Regions from separate parts of the Zea mays genome. Here region 2 is linked to region 1. Evidence: chromatin contacts called from public Hi-C data. All regions are on one chromosome and are shown on one strand. Each heading gives the region's core, a stretch centred on a gene start, on an enhancer-like site or on the middle of the called end of the contact. The rest is flanking DNA. Distances are from core to core; before and after follow the strand shown. Region 1 holds the start of LOC103633673 (serine/threonine-protein kinase WAG1). Region 2 holds the start of LOC100284065 (patatin-like protein 3).

Region 1 (6,703 bases), core at 1,563-4,062:
TAAATTTTTCAAACTACCTCGGATGGAAAAACCACTAAAATAAAAGTTGTAGGTCTTGAAATGTAATGAAACTTTGTAATTGTCAACTTTTTTAATTTGAAATCATCTTATCATTGAAAAATTCGTGTGAAGTTTTCAAATTTAAAATTCAAATTTTGTAAACGGTCTCGGATGTAGAAACTATTAAAATAGAATTTGTAGATATCAAAAAGTTATGCAACTTTATAGTTGGTCACATTTTTAAATAAAATGGTACTGATAAAATGGTATAGTATAGTGTGTTGTGTGTGACTAAATAAATCAAAGACTTCTCTAAACCTGAAATAAAATTGTACTGATTAAGGTGGTAGTCTGATTGGTGAATACCCATGGAAACCCATACCTATACAAATCCATCTATACCCATGGGTATCCACCATTTTGACTCGCAATATAAAATAAACCCACCCAACCCAACCCGTTAATAATTAAAACCCATCACAACCCACCAAAACAAAACCATTTCTTAAACCCACCTAAAATACCCATTTATACACACCCCATTTGCAGGCCTGCCTGGATCTGGTTCATAAATAAGCTAATCCCTCTGCCCACATTAGATTGTCCTTTTTATGTGGACTGAGACTCTGAGAGAGTAGCAATCCGCTATAGCTCCGAATCCTGAAATTACTGAACCACGCTTCTGTCCGATCGAGTTTGTTTCTTAGCATGACAGCGATCTGTTGAAAATATTTACGACTCAATCAGTCAAATTATGACAACTTTGGTTTCCAGTTCCCACATATATAGTATAATATCGGCACGCATACGTAACATAAAAGAAGCTAAACTTTTTCTTTTATACTAGTACTAAACAAGGGATGAAGTTTCTCCATGCCTGAACATGGTCCAAACCACCTTGTCAACTGATCAGCTCAGTGACATGCATCGCCTCGCTATTTGTACAGCTCGACCAAATCAATAATCTGATCCACGCCACAGCCACACCACTGACCCACTCTATGCATGTACTCTGCTAGTAGAGTACTAACAAAAAAAAAGTAATAAGTAAGCTAAGGCCGGACACTAAACGAACGAAAACCCTCCATCAAACAACCCCGAATAATCACACCAAGAAGCTAAGAACACTTCGTTTCGTTCATTTTACTTTGCTCGTCGTCGTCTTGATCTTGTTGCTGGACCGGCTCTCCTGATTCCAGCTCATGAGCTTGCGGAAGACCCCCTGCCTTTCTTCGCAGGTGGATGTGGATCTCCTCCCAAAGCTGCTGCTCTTCCGCTTCTTGCTGCCGCGGTTGCTGCTCATGCTGCTCCAGCTCCCGAGCTTGGCCGCCTTCCTGTCACCGCCGCCCACGGGGGCCGCGGCGTCCCTGTCCGGCACCACCGGTGGCGCCACGCACCGGATGAGCGCCCAGTCCACGCCGGAGAAGAACGGGTGCCGCTTGATCTCGGCGGCGCCGCGCGTGGCGCCCATGCGGCGGCGCGGGTCGCGCTCCAGCAGCCGCCCCACGAGGTCCCGCAGCTGCGAGGCGTCGGCCTCGCCGTCCAGCTGAGGGTAGGTGGCCTGCTTGGAGAGGATGTTCTTGAGGGTGGCCTCCTTGGTGTGGCCCTTGAAGGGCGTGCGGCCGTACACGAGCTCGTAGAGGAAGACGCCGAAGGCCCACCAGTCGACGCCGTTGCCGTGGCCGCTCCCGCTCACGAGCTCCGGCGCGAGGTACTCGTGCGTGCCCACGCAGTCCTTGGAGCTCGCCGCCGTCGGCTCGGCCACGAACTCGAACCGCTCCTTGCCGTCGATCTCCTCTTCGTCTTCGCCGCCGCCATTGCTGGGGCCAGAGAAGCACGACAGGAGGAGGGCGATCCTCCTGCGGCGGCTCTGCTTCCGCACCTGCCGTAGGCGGACGGCGGGCTCCACGGACGCCGGGAGCGCGAGGTCGAAGTCGGAGAGCACGACGTGGCCGTCGCCCCGGAGGAGGACGTTCTCGGGCTTGAGGTCGCGGTACACGAAGCCGAGCGCGTGGAGGTACTCGATCGCGAGCAGCACCTCCGCGGCGTAGAACCTGGCCGCGGCGACGGGCAGGCGGCCGCCCGGCCGGCGGCGGAGCACCGCGTGCAGGTCCCCTCCGGAGCAGTAGTCCATGAGGAAGCAGGCGTAGCGGCCGGCGTCGAGGCGCGCGTAGAGCGTGGGCACGAAGGGGTGGTCGAGACACGAGAGGACGCGCGACTCGGCGAGGACGTGGGAGACGCGGGAGGGGTCGTCGTCGCGGAGGTCGACGACCTTGAGCGCGAAGAGCGGGGACGCGGGCGGGGAGCTCTTGAGGCGGCAGAGGAAGACGCGCGCGAGGTGGCCGTGGCCCAGCTCGCGGACGAGGTGCAGGTGCGCGAGGCGGAGGACGCCGTCGGGCGTGGCGGCGCGCGCCGCGGCGAGGTGCGCCCAGTGCGGGGACGCCGAGGAGGAGTGCGGGCGCGGGGAGAGCGAGGTGGAGGAGGAGAAGGACGGCAGCGACAGCGAGCTCCGCGCGCTGAACGTGGTCGCGGTGGTGAAGGAGGACGTGGAGGCGGAGGCGGTGGAGGTGAAGGACAGGTCCAGCGCGCCGGCGCCGCCGTCCGCGAGCGCGGGAGGGAAGTGCGGGGAGAGGCCGGCGTCGGAGGAGAGCGGGGAGAAGGACGCGGGGTCGTGGACGTGGTGGTGGGCGACGTCCCCCATTGGCGGCGGCGCTAGTTCCATGTGCATGCAGTTGCAGAGTGAGACAGGCGGGGAGGAGAGGAATGAACGGACGGGCGAATGCGAGTCTGGCCGAGTCGAGTGAGAGCGGGGCGGGGTGCTTATAAAGGCCGGCGTCGGTGAGAAGGACGGGAGCGAGACGCGTGGGCCGTGCCGTCTGCTGCAGAGGTCGGGTCCGCAACGGTCTCGAGATGCCAGATGCCCATGTCATGCAAGCCTGTGGGTGATCGGCACTTCACCGTCTTGGTGCAGACTGCAGAGAGAGAACAGCTCGTTTTGGGCATATGTTTTCCTTGGACTGTGATTTTCAGATTATGCTTGCTGGTCTAAAAGTTGGATACTTGCAGGCTTGCAGCGACAGCAAAGCCCGAAAGCAGCTACCAGGGTCGGCGCAGGAACGATCTCCCTTTTTTTGGCCGATGAGCCTATCGAACCAGGTTCCCTGTGTCAAGAAACGGCCCTCTTGCGGATCCCTCTTGAATGCCTCATATCCAGTTCCCTTCGCTCCCGTGAAAAAAATGCTGTAGATGGTTGTCTATATCGTGTAGAAGACAAATACACGAGAGAGTGAATATTGGTGAAACTTGTTCTCTCTTCTTTTTTTATTATAGATGGATATAAATTTCTTTACATATAGCGTTAGCTCTTCAGCTTTAGGAGTTTATTTGGTATGAGCCTATAATTTTTTCTTAGGGCTAGTTTAGGGGCCACAAAACCGGAGGAAATTGTAGGGACTAAAAGCTTTAGGAGTTTAATGTCTTTGAAGTATCCAAACTTTAGATTTATACCTTCAGGTGACCCTCTTTCCTGGTGTCCACGTAACTAGGCTTACGCAGTCGTATTTCCTCTTCATTGTCCTCAGATCCTTACAATTTAAGTATGTGTTTGATTTCGGAACGATATGGATTGGGTCAGAGCCGACTTATTTTTCTAGATTGGGTCGGACTCATTCCTTGTTTGGTTTCAGTGATAGGTTGAACCTAGTTTCTCGTTTGATTACAGAGTTAAAGTGGGTTAGAGCTGCACCATATCTTGTTTATTTTGTAATGAAGGATGAACTGAATATGGTCACCTTCCTGGTCATATTACCACACTTAGGATGATATCTTCAATTCAATAAAATAACATCATTCAAAATAAATGAAACTGATACTATTTTAATATTTGAGGAATCCATAAGGATAATATATAAATAAATTAAAGACATTATTGACTAAGTCATAAATTTTTAGTGACGAGGTCTCACTGTTACATTTTAGTCATAATTAAAAGAACATCCCAACAACATCAAGATGCATTTAAGTGAATTTATAACATTTGCCATCACTAGCAGACTTTTCTAGACGGTGACGAACACTGACCTTTACCTTTTCGACGACAGCACTAGCAAGTCTCGCGGTTGTGCCTACTATAGAACATGCCAGCATCGGAGGGTAGGCCAGCGGGGGACTGACGACGGGAGGCAGGCGGGGGATTAACATCGGAGGGTAGACCGGCGAGGGTCCCTCGTCCCAGCAGGTTGGTAGTGGCGACACGCTCCTGTGCTGGTCTCGAATGAATAAGGCATGTGTGACCAGAGGGTGGAGAAGGAGTGGGTTGAAATAGTTCACTTATTTTTTAGGAATCACTATAACCCATATTTTCAATAAGTATTTCGACGTAGAACCAATCTAATCGTGAGCCTTTTGAACCAAACATGAGTTGTTGTGGGTTGAACCCATTCTAACCCGCTTTAACCCGCTAAACACACCTTAAATGGTGGACTAAAAAAGATGCACCAACATCTAGTACAAAATAGCGCTTTGAACATCGTCGTTGTTGTTGCTGCGCGCGGGGTATATCTATAGGGATTCTGGTCGCCCGCCCCTCGGTCCTCATAATCGACCACAGTTGTGTGCCATGAACATGCATGCCACAGGAACTCTTGTCCGGCCGGCCACTTTTCCGGATGAGAACAACACTGCGCACCTCTCACCTCGACGACCGCCCGATCTTCCACGCTACATCCGTCCAGCGGGGCCGTGCTGAGAACTGAAGTCGTACGATGTACAGTCAGGCAAGCTGCTGCCTGCTACTAGCACGCTAGCTTCTTTTGAAGATAAGATGCTGACGGGCGGCCGGGCCGGCTCGTTCCCGCGCGCGGCGCGGCCGATCTGCACGTACGCATCAACTGCCGGCCGGTCATTCGCTGCTGAACTGATGAGCACAAGTGCACATGATGACGATGGGACGAGGCAGGCAGGCGACGCCGATCGATCTGTGATCTTGATCTGACTGGCTCGATCGCCTAGATATACGGCCGGGGGCCCGGTTTGGTTGCACTTTGGAACGGATCATGAATGGGGTTTCGGATGGCAGATCGAGATCAGTCGCACACGCATGATTGACATGTTGCATAGTTCGGAGCTTGCAGTTCGCACGGGATGACCGGGGCCCGGCGGCCGCGCGCGACCGTGAGATGGGGGCATCGTCGCATCGACATGATCGGCCACACCTAGCTGCTGCTAGCTAGCTCCGATCCATCCGTGTTTCGAGGCCTCAAGTGGGATCGATTGACGTCCCAACCAGGCAAGAGGTGAAGCTTCCAAAGCCATATACGCGAGGATCTCGATCGTATTATAATTTTACCCTACTACGTACGCAGCAGTGTTACTTTGGGAGGTCTATTTCATTCTCTGCAGCATAAATGTATGGTGCATGGTAATGCCGGCCTACGTGTACCACACCACACTCTCTGCGTTAGTATCGTTCTAACTCTGAGTCTGACTCTGATGAAGTCAACTTCTTCCGGTACGCGCGCGGAATATATACGATGGTGCATCATCGATCATAACGCAGATGCATCGAGTTGTATAGCTAGGTTAGAGGCGGCATGCATGTGTATAGAAAAATATACAATGGTGCAATGCATCACAATGCTCGCCTGGTCGGTCGTCGTTCGCTCTGACTGCGGTGCGTACGTGTCAAGACTCATGAACAATCTAATAATTCTTTTATTCCCCGCCTAACGTGAGGCTTCAGGGATAAGCAGGTAAAAAGCCCCAATTCTAGTAAATGATGCCCCCCGTCTACCAAAGCCAAACACGACATCTTTCAAGGGGCGTGGTGGATGCATGAACTCGTTCGCTTGTCCTTTCCCTTCTAATAACTTAGACCTGCTGGCAGTTACATCTTCCTAGCTTTGAGTCGGGACTAAACAACTCGAGGACGGAAATTGTGCTGCGCCAGAGCTGGTGCAACCTACCAGTCCCAACTAGTAGCCCTTATAGGGCTCTTATAGACATTGTTGTTATGTGGTGTTCCGAAGCTCTAAGGAGCTCAAAAACCTTTTAGGCCCTGTTTGTTTGTAATTATGCTGTAACCATAAGCAAGAGTTATTCATGCATAACTTCCATCAGCACTCATACATAAACTATGTTGGGTGAAACACTGGAATTGAATATCTATATGCACATAATTTAAATAGTTAAGATCACGTGTTACCTTCTTGTCAGAAGAAGAGGCGAGGGCAGAGCGGCACCTGTAGCGGGGATGCGACGGCACAATGGCAGAACTTACTATTAACAAGCTACAAAATTTGTTATGTTATAATCATCACAAAGTTTAGTTTTAATGACGTCATTTGCCGCTAGAATGAATTGTATGTCTGAACTGTTAATTGTTCATAGTGTTGAGTTTGGCGATCTAGGGCTGTGAGCCTGTGACAGCTCATTTGAGGCACGTGCAACTGCAGTCACAGCGGTGCATAGACCGCGAGGCAACGACGACGACGACAACACGAATGCGGATCAAAGATGGCTAAATTCCGCCGTCTAGGTCGGAAACCGACGAAAGTTAAATTAACTTACTTTGGTATTGTTTTAACGAGCATAAATTATTGTTTTTGTGCAAGCCGACGAGAATTACTGTAGCCAACGTAAGTGTATGTGTTTCGTGTCGTGACTGTCAAATGTACCTGAATCCATATGTGTTGCGGTTGAATTG
Region 2 (6,703 bases), core at 2,170-4,669, 260 kb before region 1:
GGTCTCACAGCACAAATGTATGCCACGACAGAAACCGGTTGCTCAGGTGTGTGTGTGTGGGCGCGCGTGCGTTGCCTCAAGATTGCATAGTGACCAGTATAGTGTATAGCATCTGTGACCGGAGAGAGAAGGAGAAACGTACTCGTAGCCTAACGCCCATCCTGGTCTGGTTGATACAAAACTAACCATGATGGACGCCGAAAATCCCTGGTGCCACTGCCACAGATGTAAGTATGTTCTTCACGCTACTGATGATTACTCTGAAGAAGTGGAAGAAGAGCAGCAGCAGCAGCTAGCACCCCCGGTGCCGCTAATGATCCCTGTCTGTCGGTTGGCATAGCCAAACGGGCAGCGCCCCCCGCCCTGATCCCGGTGGCGAGCTGAGGGCGAGGCGATGTGATCACAATTCACACACCCCCCGACAGCGACGCGCTAGATACCAACTATTGCAGAGGCTTCACGGCGGACTGACTGACTGACTAGACGGCGGTGTGGTGAGTGGCGACACTGTGGCGGGCCGGCTTATTACTAGCTCTCTCGCTATCAAAGAAAGAGGGCTTAGTTTTGAGACGCTTGTTCCGGTGTGTGTTTATGGCATGCTGTCAAAACAAAGGTTACCTGATTTATAGTGCCGTGGAGGAATCTTTTGGCGCTTCGTTCGACAGAGGTACGTCCCGACCAGTTCCAAGATGGTGACAGCACTTGCGCCTACAGTTTCTTGCTCTCTCTTTTTTTTTTCCCTGAGCCTGAAAAGATGTTTAGGCCACGTCCCTCTCCTCCAGTCTCGTCGGTGTAATCTTGCACGGAACAGCATGGGGATCACGGTATTGCAATACCGGGAAATGCGCGTCCCAATAACTAACTGTAATTCACGCTAATTACAGCAAGTTTGTAATTCTAGTCCTTGGACAAGTCGACCAATATCGAGTATGATAAATTAGTGATATAATAATAATACATTTTGGTAGTATTTCTATCGAGATGGAAATGTCCATACAATTTCCTGTAATTCTAGTAAAGTTAAGAATATGTGACTTTGTCCAAACCTAATATTTACATTATCTTTGCGGCTGAGGCAGTAAGAAATTCCAGTTAATGGTCCAAATAAGCCTACAAGTACAAAACATATCCCAACATCAAGAATCAAGGATGGGGGTATTCTGACAAGGGGGATAAGGTATCATTCGCACACACTGTTCATCTACAGTTTAAAACTTCAGTAAACAATGCAGACTGATTGGAGTTGTATCTGCGTACGTAATTGCATGGCAGAAGTTTTCAGGCGTTTCCATTGTATCTCCGACATCTTTAAGCAAAAGCTCTACCGACACTGAAGTCCAAACACCTAATAACGAAACTAGATTGCATAAAGGACAGCAAAAAAAAACTGCATCAAGAAAAAACTAATATATCTCCTAAGCTGAACTGAAGATTAGAATTTTTATATCGGCAACGTTCGTTCCTTTCATATTCCATCCTCCCTTGAAACGATTTCACAGCGGCAAATGCTTCCCGGGAGCAATGCCATATTGATATGCCATGCTGCCGCGTCAAAAATATGCAGCAGGAATTCCAGCCGCCAGCCCAAGCAAGAAGAAAGAGAGGCCTACATGCCCTTAACGCCACGGTCTTACGGCCACCAGCTCAGTCCAGCGCCTACGGCTTCTGCGGCGCCTGCTTGAACGCAACGGTGGGTGCGATCCGGGAGGCTCTGCTGCGGTGCTCGGCGACGAGCTCTGCCGCGAACCAGTCCAGCTTCTCCGCGTTCGTCTGCTCCCCGACTCGCCTCCCCTCGAACAGCACCGACTCCACGTTCCGCTGCTTGAGCATCTCGTCCGCCGCCGCGAGCAGCGCGCGCACGTTGCCTGGGGTCGGGTCGTACTCCCCGTCCGGACCGCACGGCGGCATGCTCTCCCGCTTCGCCTGATCGCGCGTCAAGTTTATTTAGCAGCGTAATAAGACGAGAAACTGAAATGGAATTCAAGAATTTGCTCACCTGGATGCGCAGGTAGTTGGATGCGCGGCATTGGCCGAAGGCGCGCGCCACGGCGTGGTCGACAAGGTCGGCGGCGCCGTCGGCCGCAATACGGGCGATGGGGCGTGCCCACTCCTTGGGACCCCACCGACGCATGCGCCGGAGTTCCGCCTCGCCAGCGGCGCCAGAGCCTCCGCCAGAGCAGCCGCCGATGGAGAGCACGAGGAGGTCCTCGACCCCGCGCACGAACGGGAACTCGTGCTTGTTGTGGAGCACGTGCGTGATGGCGGCGGCCGCCGGGCTGCCCATGGTGGGGCCGCCGTCTACAGCGGCGCAGGACGTGGCGCCGTCCACCGACGCCACCTCGGCGGGCTCGAAGCGTCCGGCCTCGGACCACGCGGCGCGCCCGACCTCGCAGAGGCGGAAGTCGTAGCTCCCGTTCTCCAGTGCGTCGGCGCGCGAGAACACCAGCGGCGCGGACGTCTTGAGGTCGTAGCAAGAGATGAGCACGGGCTTGATGGTGTCCCGCAGGGTGAGCTCCTGGCCGAACGCCGCCTTCATTGCCGCCTCCAGCGCCGCCGTTGGCGCGGCCAGGGGCCGCTTCTTGCCGCGGCAGAAGAGGGACGTGGACGAGGAGGCCGCGGGCCTGCGGAACATGCGCGGCGCGTGGTCCGCGACGAGCCGCCACGTGTCGTCGGCGTGGAACAGCGGCGCGCCGCGCGAGTGCGTGGAGAAGAGCATCGCGGCGAACACGCCGCCGGCGCCGGTGCCCGCCGCGAGGTCGAAGTAGTCGGCGACGCGGGCGTCGGGGTCCCCCGACGCGCGGCGCAGCGCGGCCTCCAGGTGCGCCAGCGCGCGGCCTGGCAGCAGCGCCCGCAGGCCGCCCCCGCCGCCGTCCACGCAGAGCACGCAGACCTTCCCGCGCTGCGCCGCCTTACCCGGCGCCGCCGCGGACGCCTGCGCCGGCAGTTCCGCCGCCGGCTTGGGCAGCCAGAGCTGGTGCGGGTCGGTATAGCCGAACAGGAACTTGCTCTCGAGGATGGAGAATATCTCGTAGCTGAGCTTGTCCGTGTCGGCTCCCCCCGCATCGGCCTCCTCGTGCAGCCTCTCCACCTGCATCTCCTCTGCCTCGTCCATGCCCCCACCCACCGAGAGCGAGAGGCAATACAGTCAACCGCGTTGGAGAATTATACCACTTCCGCCGGGCAGGAAAGCGGGAAGCAGTGGTGCAGAGGACAGAATCCCGCGCGGATTCGCAACGATTGCTGCCGCCACGACCTGCTCGCCTCTCCTTTGTCTCTCGCTCCCTTTTGAGATCACAGCAGCTGGTGGTCGTTTACATGCGACTCACTCGCCTCTAGTGGCCGGCGCCTTTTGATCCTTGCGCGCGCCAGAGCACGCGAGGAAAGGAAGGAGGCGGCGCGGAAAGGTGCGCGGGCGAGGGAGAGTCGGAGAGAGACGAAGATAGGCGAAGGAAGGGATAGATAAAGGGAGGGAGCTTAAAGACGGGGGAGGCGAAGAGAATGCCTGAGCAAAGCGAGCGGGTCGTCGACTCGTCGTCGTCTCCTTTCTCCGTGGTCGTTCGTGTCGTGGTGTGCAGCGCCGTAACCGATGGAGCGCGCGCGGCTGGCCCCGGGAGGCCTGGACACCCGCACCCGGTGCAGGGCGAGCGGACCGTTCCACGGGCGTACGTTTGCCGCCTCGCTATCCATGAGGCGACACGACAGCCGTGGAACAGGTCCACGGAGCTTGGTTGGCGTCACGCCGCGGTCGTCACCCTCGGCTCGTGCTGGATTATTTAACAGATAGAAACAGGCAGGAGCGATTAATCCAAGTGGTGGGGCCCGGAAAAGCCAAAGTGGGCAAGTAGTAATCAATATGTTGATTCCGTCACGGCCGTTCTAGAGCCTGGTGGATTAGCACGATCGAGGACGGCGGCTCTGCGTCTGCGTGGAGGCGGTCCATCCATGGCCGCAACGCCGAGGAGCAGCACGGCACGGGCCTGCCTGCACTTTTGCCTGTCGTGCTTGCAGTTGCAGTAGGCCTACCTCGTCTTTTTTATTTTCACTTGAGAATCTGGGGCGGGTGGCAGTATTTCTGGCTGCAATGGACGGACGGACTGGACATCAGGCTGGGTGGCAGTGCTGCGCCGTTTCCTCAGACTCCAAGGCTGCCTGAGAGGAGAGCTCGGGATTAGGCCCTGCACGTTACACGTCGACCTGTCGCGTACGGGCGCAGCTGCGGCTTCAGGTCTTCAGGTGCCACTGCAACAGCCAGCACGTTCCAGGCCCTCCCAGCAGCTAGGCAGGGGTTGGCCTTTGGCGTTTCACAGCAGAGTTGAGAAAAGAAAGGAATGCAGTAGTACGTAGTAGTCGACCACATGAGTACGGTGTATAGTAGTACAGACTTTACAGTAGACTCGAGTGAGTGTGCGTACAAAAACCGTAAAAACACAGCGAGTATTTGATGGTGTACAGGACTTTCGGTCCACCTGCCTCCTTGCAGCGTGGACATGAGCTGAGATGGAGCCAAACCGCCCCCCAGCCGCTCATGTACGGGCGGGCGGTCCACGGGGCCCAAAGGCCCAAACTCCCTAAACCCCTAAACCTCCAGCGCGGTTACCGTACGGCGTGCCGGGTCCACGACGAACTTTATCGGTCAAACTCAAACGCAGGGGGGGGGGGGGGGGGGGGGGGGGGGGGGAGAGCTGGACGGCCGGCCGGCCGCCGGAATGGACGCTGAACGCCCCGCCGTTTCCTGGGAGAGGAAAAGGGGGAAACATCGCCGCCCATTCATTTTCCCACCCTGCCTGCTGTGGACCGATGTGAAGAGGTCAATGAGCCCCTGTGGTCACTCCGTCGCCCGTCCATACGACCGAACCCGGCTTTGGGTGGGAGACTGGGACGCGGACTTGAGTGCTGCTGCAGCCATGGTGACCAACTGACCATGAGCCACACCGCCTGTCTGCGCGGCAAGGCGAGGCTCACGTGTGCCGCGGACATTGGGAACCGAACAAGCGAGAGCTCACGGGGGTGCGGCCGTGCAGAAGAGGGCCCCAGCTCGATCGGGCCCCGCTGTTTGTTTAGCGCTGCCATAAACTGCCGCCCCTCAAAGGGAAAATGGTCATTATGCATAGACCGAACGACACGGCCCTGCGCAACTCTACTCGTACTCCAGCATCAGTTTACCACACTTGGCAGCAGTTGGTTGGCACTGACGAGAAGCAAGAGTTGGAACCGCGCGACCAATGGCCTCCTACGACTACGAGCTCAGGTCGTCAGAGTGCCTTGCTGGTCTGATTTTGCAGCGTTCTTTTCCACAGAGTCCAGCTCGTTTTAATCTGCACGACCTAGCTAGGAGCACATCACAAAAAAAAACACTTCCGCCACTGACAGGAACACGATTGCTTGATCCAGGGGGGGGGGGGGGGGGGGGGGGTAAGAGTAAGATGCTAGTAATATCCTTGGACAGGTAGACAGGGACGGGCAGGACGTACATTATCCTCCTACTTTCCTTTCCGCGGCGTTCAGAGATGCTCGTGGCACCCACCCAACGAATGCACCACGCTTAGAGCACACTTTTGTTAGTTTGGTTGGCGCGGCCTGGCTGGCTGACGTGTCTGCTCGCGCACGTACGTGCGCAATATACTCCTATATTTTGCAAGTAAAGCAGCCCTCTTTGTTTTGGATAGGGGGAGGTGTTGATTAGCCGATTAGGTTAGATGTCAAGTTGGACAGATACCTTTCTTCCCTACAATCGCGTAGCTGCCCATGCCTTCCACGAACAGTGCCAAACGGTGGGAGGTCCGGATTTTCAGCCGGAAGAGGAATGACATCAGCAAGCGACCGGACGCAATGGGTTCCGTTCAGCAGGTACATTACTCCCTCTCTACTCCCTAGTCGACACGACACGGTTGCAACGGGTTCCGTTCCATTATGCCGTGTCTTGGAGCTTATTATGCCGGCAAGGAAATTCCTTGCCGTCACAGGAGAGCTAATCCAGTTTGGCAACAACAAGCTAGGGGTGCACGTGCACCAGTGTGTGCAGCAGGGACTCTGACGACGAGATGAACAGTGATCGTATCCGTATCTTCCACTCCCACACGCAGCACTCACTGATGAGTGATGAAGGCATGGCTACGCACGCACGCATACACGGCGGGTTTCGCGTCATGTCCGGTCTCCTGTTCCTACGTCGCCCGCGTCGTCCATCGGTAGGCCGTACATCGTATTCCGCCGCGTACTCACATCACAAGTGGCGCGGATGGTCCTGGCCTTCACTATTCCCATTTCATAAAGAACTGGTAGCACTAACAGCTTGCGATGATACCTCACGATTGTTTATAATGTTTAATTTATATATGCGGTGTAAGCGTATCACTAGTGTATAGTAGACGCAGAAATTAAAAGATTGGAAAAGCAAGCAGAGTTTAAGTGATGATAGGACTCCGTTGACGCTACTTCTTAGGCTAGAGACAGAGTTCCACTCACCCCGCACGTACACGTACACATGTCCAGTTCAAACTCCATTCAGGGCAGGCAGGGGCTCGGTTTCGGTGTGACCTAACCTAACATACATGGCAGCAGCCTCGCATCGTCTCATGACCAAAGAATGAGTATCGCCTTCGGGGAATGCATGATTAATTAACTTGCTGGTCTAGAGCAAGCTACAGAAAACCTCCGTATCGTGGCACTGGAACAAAAGCTGAGAAACACACAATGGACACCT

Evidence for each region. A called contact is a pair of places that touch in the nucleus more often than the background predicts.
Region 2: a contact with region 1 is called in a Hi-C map of endosperm, with 1.6 times the contacts expected there. The contact joins the promoter of LOC100284065 here to the promoter of LOC103633673 in region 1. A contact is called at or near these places in 2 of 25 Hi-C or Micro-C datasets (bundle sheath and endosperm).

What each region holds. Positions count from the first base shown.
Region 1 is chr1:34,884,836-34,891,538 of Zm-B73-REFERENCE-NAM-5.0, reverse strand. LOC103633673 (serine/threonine-protein kinase WAG1) reads right to left here and starts at 2,812. Exons shown (of 1, transcript XM_008655386.2): 1 at 753-2,812. The coding sequence starts at 2,728. The coding sequence ends at 1,139.
Region 2 is chr1:35,142,669-35,149,371 of Zm-B73-REFERENCE-NAM-5.0, reverse strand. It overlaps LOC100284065 (patatin-like protein 3), which reads right to left and starts at 3,419. Exons shown (of 2, transcript NM_001156963.2): 1 at 1,997-3,419; 2 at 1,417-1,923. The coding sequence starts at 3,112. The coding sequence ends at 1,657.